Regions from separate parts of the Sus scrofa genome. Here region 2 is linked to region 1. A link is a contact called in public HiChIP or PLAC-seq data. All regions are on one chromosome and are shown on one strand. Each heading gives the region's core, a stretch centred on a gene start, on an enhancer-like site or on the middle of the called end of the contact. The rest is flanking DNA. Distances are from core to core; before and after follow the strand shown.

What was found. HiChIP or PLAC-seq counts read pairs in DNA pulled down with a chosen protein or histone mark.
Region 2: a contact with region 1 is called in an H3K27ac HiChIP or PLAC-seq map of alveolar macrophages. The contact joins two enhancer-like sites. A contact is called at or near these places in 7 of 47 Hi-C or Micro-C datasets (alveolar macrophages, blood, embryonic fibroblasts and 3 more) and 1 of 2 datasets of contacts at active chromatin or transcription factors (alveolar macrophages).

Annotation. Positions count from the first base shown.
Region 1 is chr7:46,138,290-46,141,100 of Sscrofa11.1, forward strand. LOC106504432 (a long non-coding RNA gene) reads right to left here. Exons shown (of 5, transcript XR_002345758.1): 5 at 223-451. Among named protein-coding and RNA genes, the nearest start is that of MCM3, 35 kb to the left of the region's middle. Within about 2 kb of position 1,377, at least 7 of the 83 cell types and tissues checked have an H3K27ac peak or open chromatin away from gene starts, as enhancers often do. A contact at or near this core is called in alveolar macrophages, where this site is marked.
Region 2 is chr7:46,219,809-46,222,726 of Sscrofa11.1, forward strand. No RefSeq gene overlaps it. Among named protein-coding and RNA genes, the nearest start is that of PAQR8, 7.2 kb to the right of the region's middle. Within about 2 kb of position 1,428, at least 5 of the 83 cell types and tissues checked have an H3K27ac peak or open chromatin away from gene starts, as enhancers often do. A contact at or near this core is called in alveolar macrophages, where this site is marked.

The DNA of each region.
Region 1 (2,811 bases), core at 127-2,626:
ACAGATGCGGCTCAGATCCCCCGTTGCTGTGGCTCTGACATAGGCCGGTGGCTACAGCTCCGATTGGACTGCTAGCCTGGGAACCTCCATATGCCACGGAAGTGGCCCTAGAAAAGGCAAAAAGCAAAAAAAAAAATATATATATATATATGTATATATATATATATATACATATATATATGTACACAAAAGTAACAACAATAACCATACACACACAATGGAGAGAGAGTGAAAGAGATGGAAATTTGAATTCAGTAGGTTTTTCTACCGCTTGATACCTCAGGATCAGCATCTGAGGGGGACCAATGGCAGCAGGAGGGGGTGCAGGGGAGGTTGGACTGCATGGAATCCAGGAGGAGCTCTGAAGCTGGGCCGGCCCAGGGAAGCAGGAATGGCTTTGGGTAAGGCAGCTCCCTCCAGCCTGGTGGGCATCAGTCTTTGGAGCCAACTTCTAAAAGAAAAGTTAATGGGAAAAACCAGTCTTTTTAGCGCTGCCACTAGTCTTGAGACCCCACCTAGGAGTCAGTTATCTCTGTCTTCTACTACCCGTGGTGGAGTCCCCTCCCCCTCGGCTAGCACTTCTGCTGGTCTTCAGTGGCTTTCCTAAGTGGGATGACGAGCCCCTAGTCACCTTGCCCTTCTCAGGCTAAGGCTGCTACAGGGAGAACCAAGGTGATTGGGGTCAAATATAGTCTCCCATGCCTCCCTTATATAACAACAGGCCAACCTCCTGCAGACAATTAGGCTAAATTATCCGTTCAAGCAGGTGACTCTTTCCAAGCCTTCTGATTTCTTGGCATGAGGAAGCTGAAGTGACTGGACAGCAGACAAAACTTGAATGGGATTCCTGCTGTGCACCCTAGTGGAACATCCTCTTCCTGGGAGCCAAGATCTCTAATACTGAGCCCAGCGTTGCAGGAACAGGAGCAAAAATTCTCCCAGTGGGTCTCTGGGAGTGGGAGGAGGCAGAGCCACTCCTTGGTTCTCAGATCTGTGTGTTCTAACTGATAGGGACATGGCACCATATCACGGTGGGTGATTTTGGGAATATACTGTAAGGTACAGCCTCTCAGCTAGCCTCTCAGTTGCGTCTCAACAAGCCATCCCATTGCTCTGTGTGGCACAGTTCAGGACAGGGCCATGGATCCATCATGTACCCACTACCATGCCCTGTTTGCTACAAAGTGTGTCTCTTATTCGAATGTGATCTTTTGTAGGATCTCCTCTTTGTAGATCAAACACTCCATAAGCCCTTGGATGATGGTTACTGAGGCCTATAAAAAAATTAATAAGCAGAAACTTCCATGAAGTAGAGTTAGGAGACCAGAAGGGGGAGCTCCTATGCTCTGCCATGATAGCAGAGCCCAATAGGAAGAAGAAAGACTCCTTTTCTCAGCCAATGAAAAGCCTCGGACTCTGTTCAGTACAGCCCTTCTGATGTCCTTTCCCCTTTATAAAAGCAGTCTCCTTCCCTTTCTGTGCTTGCACCTGGCTCACCATGCCCGCGGACCCCAAACTGCAGTTCTCTGCTGATCCTGAATCAACACACCTTTGCTAGAGAAATATCAGCATTCTATTTGTTTCAGGCCAACAGACCCTATAAATAGGAAAGACTAACTGAGAGCTGGAATATTTGTTGATTCCAGTCAAGATGAATTGTCCCTTCTAGAGTAGAAGTTTAGTGAAGTTAATTTCCCACTAAATGGCTGATGGGTCTTCTCCAAGAGATGTATTAGAGACATAGAGCTGGTCCCTCTCCTGGCAGGTTAGAAAATGTTGGTAGCAGCTGAATCTAGAACAGGCTTGCCAAGTGGGAGCTGGTGCTGTTGAGCCCATGTATACCTTCCATCCCTGCCACCATGGCGCTTTTGTTGTGCCAACAGTGAGGCCCAACACAGAGGTTTGCTGATGTCACCTGGGTGAGTCATTCTGTCTACTTAATGCTTAGTGTCTTCTGTAGTTTAGTCAAGAGTTCTGGGTGTGAAACTGACTCAGATATGGAAACAACGCGAGTGATCTTGAGGGTTTTTTTTGTCTTTTGTCTTTTTAGCGCCGCACCTGCGGCATATGGAGGTTTCCAGGCTAGGGGTCCAGTTGGAGCTGTAGCTGCTGTCTACACCACAGCCACAGTGAAACAAGATCTGAGCCCCGTCTGCGACCTACACCACAGCTCACAGCAAAGCCGGATCCTTAACCCACTGAGCGAGGCCAGGGAGTGAACCTGCAACCTCATGGTTCCTAGTCGGATTTGTTTCGGCTACACTACGACAGGAACTCCGTCCTTGATTATTTTGATGGAGTAGATTGAACAGTGCTTTTGTTGCTGCCCATCTGTCTTGCCCATAAGGAGGCTCTGTTTTATTAACTATCTCCACAGCTTTCTGTGGGTCATACCCTTTTTTGCTGCCTCTCCAGCCTTCCCTCTCACTGCAACAACTGAACCCACTTTGCTTCTAATGGTCAAAGCACTGCCATGACCTCTAATTTACTGTCATTCCCATCAAGGAGCCCAGTTCTGTAATGACATCTCTTACCATGAGCTATAAAGGAGAGCCACCAGTACTTTTCTGACTGAATCTGAGATCCCTCTTACCAGATCCTGCCTTGCTGCTTTGGCAAAAGGAGTTTCATATGGAAAACAGGCATCTGGTTCAGTATCCAGCCTCGTCTAATAAATCCACTGAAGCATGCCCCTTTTTATGAGACATTTGGTTCCTTTTTTCCAATGTCTGAGAGAGAAGTTCCAGCATTTATTACTCACTGAGTGTGGGCATTAGTTCCTCTAAGTGTCAGAGAGCCATCTTAGCAGTG
Region 2 (2,918 bases), core at 178-2,677, 82 kb after region 1:
TTTTAGAGTTCCCGTTGTGGTGCAGCAGAAAAGAATCCGACTAGGAACCATGAGGTTGCGGGTTCGATCCCTGGCTTTGCTCAGTGGGTTAAGGATGTGGCATTGCTGAGAGCTGTGGTATAGGTCGCAGACTCGGATTTGGCGTTGCTGTGGGTGTGGTGTAGGCCGGCAGCTATAGCTTCAATTTGACCCCTAGACTGGGAACCTCCATATGCTGCTAGTGTGGCCTAAAAAGCAAAAAAAAAAAAAAGACATTTTAATTCCAATCTCATTATAATCTAAATCTAATTAAAACTCTTTATAAAGCCATTGGGGTAGATGTTATGAAGATTTCCAAAAATGTAACCAAAAATATTAAATTTCTTTTCGGTTTTCAAAGATTGCATTACAATCAGTTATAAGGTAGAAAAAAAATTATATTCCTGAATTGTGATCCTTCTGTATGTTTTTTTTTTTTTTTTTGGTCTTTTTAGGGCTGCAATCATGACATATGGAGGTTCCCAGGCTAGGGGTCGAATTGGAGTTACAGCTGCCAGCCTCCACCACAGCCACAGCAATGCAGAATTCAAGCCATGTCTGCCACCTACCCCACAGCTCACAACAACGACGGATCCTCAACCCCCTCAACCCACTGATCGAGGCCAGGGATCGAACATGCATCCTCATGGATGCTAGTCAGAATCACTTCCTCTGAGCCGCAACGGGACTTCATTCTTAAGTTCAGAGATTGCTAGTACTTTAGTGTGCATAGTTTGCTTTTTCAAAGTACCATTCAGCTACTGGCCATTTTATCATTATCAACTCTCTCTCTCTCTCTCTCTTTTTTTTTTTCTGAGAGGTAGAGAGACAGAAAATTATCTCCCACTCACCCTTATTTTGAGGAAAATGTCTTGGGCAAGGCCACACAGCTGGTTGAGTAGAGCAGATAGGAACAGCCAGACTTCCTGACTTGCAAACCATTATTTCTTTTTTCCTCAACCTTGCAGAACAGAAGGAAATTGATACCATAGGCCTGGGCCTCACAAACTATTTGTTCAGGAAATCATTGTATTTGGCATATGATTTTATATGCCAACTACCATTGTAGACCTGGGAACTTGCACACCGCATGGTCCCTGCCCTTAAAGGAGCTGAGCGAATCACTAAGGACCAGGCCCCCTGAGAGAGGAGTATGATGGGGAGGCAAGGCCAGGGTAGGTGGGAACTGGGGCGCCCTCATCCAGCCAGGGGTTGGGAAAGCCTGCCAGTCAGAGCTGGCTCTGGGGCCAACGTTGATGAGCGGGTTCCTGGTGCTGTCACCGTGTGCAGGAGCATCCATGGGAGATAGGGAGGGTTGCACTTGTGAACAAGTCCCACTGTGATGATCCAGACCAGCCCAGTGGCCTGGGCGTGGGCTCTGAGAGAGAAGGCAGGAAGAGGAAAGAGGAAGGAGGCCAGAGACCTACAGAACAAGGGCCCTTTGGGTTGAGAGTTTGTGTTGTAGGCAGCAGTGAGCTCCTGAGGAAGGAGTGATCCATCTCCCCTTTCATTTGTTTATTCATTTATTTTGCTTTTTAGGACCGCACCCGCAGCATATGGAGGTTCCCAGGCTAGGGGTCTAATCAGAGCTGTAGTCGCCGGCCTACACCACAGCCACAGCAACGCGGGATCTGAGCTGCGTCTGCGACCTACTCCATAGCACATGGCAACGCCGGGTCCTTAACCCATTGAACGAGGCCAGGGATCGAACCCACAACCTCATGGTTCCTAGTTGGATTCATTTCCACTGCACCAGGACTCCTCCATCTCCTCTTTTAAACCATCACCCTGAAGTGGCTTGGAGAACAGACTGAGGGTTTGGGGATGCGAGGTGGAAGAACCATCCCTTGAGAAAGAAAGGCCAGTTGTGGGACTGCTGTTTTCCTCTTCAACACAAGTTCGTTCTGAAGGCCTCAATCGAGGGAGGGCAGCAGAAATGGGAAGGGCTCCCAGAAACACTGAGGTGAAATCAGCAGGCCCCTGTGACTGATTTGACGTAGGGAAGGGTCACTTGTGGGCTGAAGGAGGAGTCTGGAGACGTTGAGTTTGAAGGGCCCGAGGCATGTTCAACTGGACAAATCCAGAGGTGCTGGATATTTGAATCCAAACTCAGGAAGAGTGAGGCTGTGGGTGTGTACTTGCAAATCATCTGATACAGATGCTGGCAGGTTCCAGATGTAGAAAAAGGTGGCAGTTGGTGGAACCCTGGGGGCAGATGCCACAGGTGACAAGGTGAGGGGACAGCCAGGAGCACAGAGGAGGGGAGGGTCACATGAGCCACAAGAGGAGGCATTGGTCAGCAGCATGAATCCCCTGAGCCCAGGTGACACAGGATTGAACAAACTAAAACTCCAGGAATGAAAAACCACTTCCATCTTCCTTCTGCCTTTTTTTTTTTTTTTTTTTTTTTTTTAGGGCCACATGTGTGGCACATGGAAGTTCCCAGGCTAGGGGTCGAATTGGAGTTGCAGCTGCCAGCCTACACCACAGCCACAGCAATGCAGGATCTGAGCCACATCTGCGACCTACACCACAGCTCGCAGCAGTGCCAGATCCTTAACCCACTGAGCGGGGCCAGGGATCAAACCTGCATCCTCATGGATACTAGTCATGTTCATTTCCATTGAGCCACAGCAGGAACTCCCCATCTTCCTTCTGCAGTGTCAAACCTAAACTTATCTCACCCACGCCAAGGCACCCACTCCACTTGCTTCCTCATTCTAGTGACCCCTCTGCTCGTGGGCCCACAGAGCCCACACCATCCTGGGTCCTATTCTCCCCTTTCCTTGTCTGAGTCCTGTCCTCAAGGCCTAGCAGGCCCAGGTCCCCATGGCCACCCCAGCTGCCTGGAGCTGCTCTGTGGGGAGGCCTGTTTGTATCTCTATTTAATGCTTAGTTAC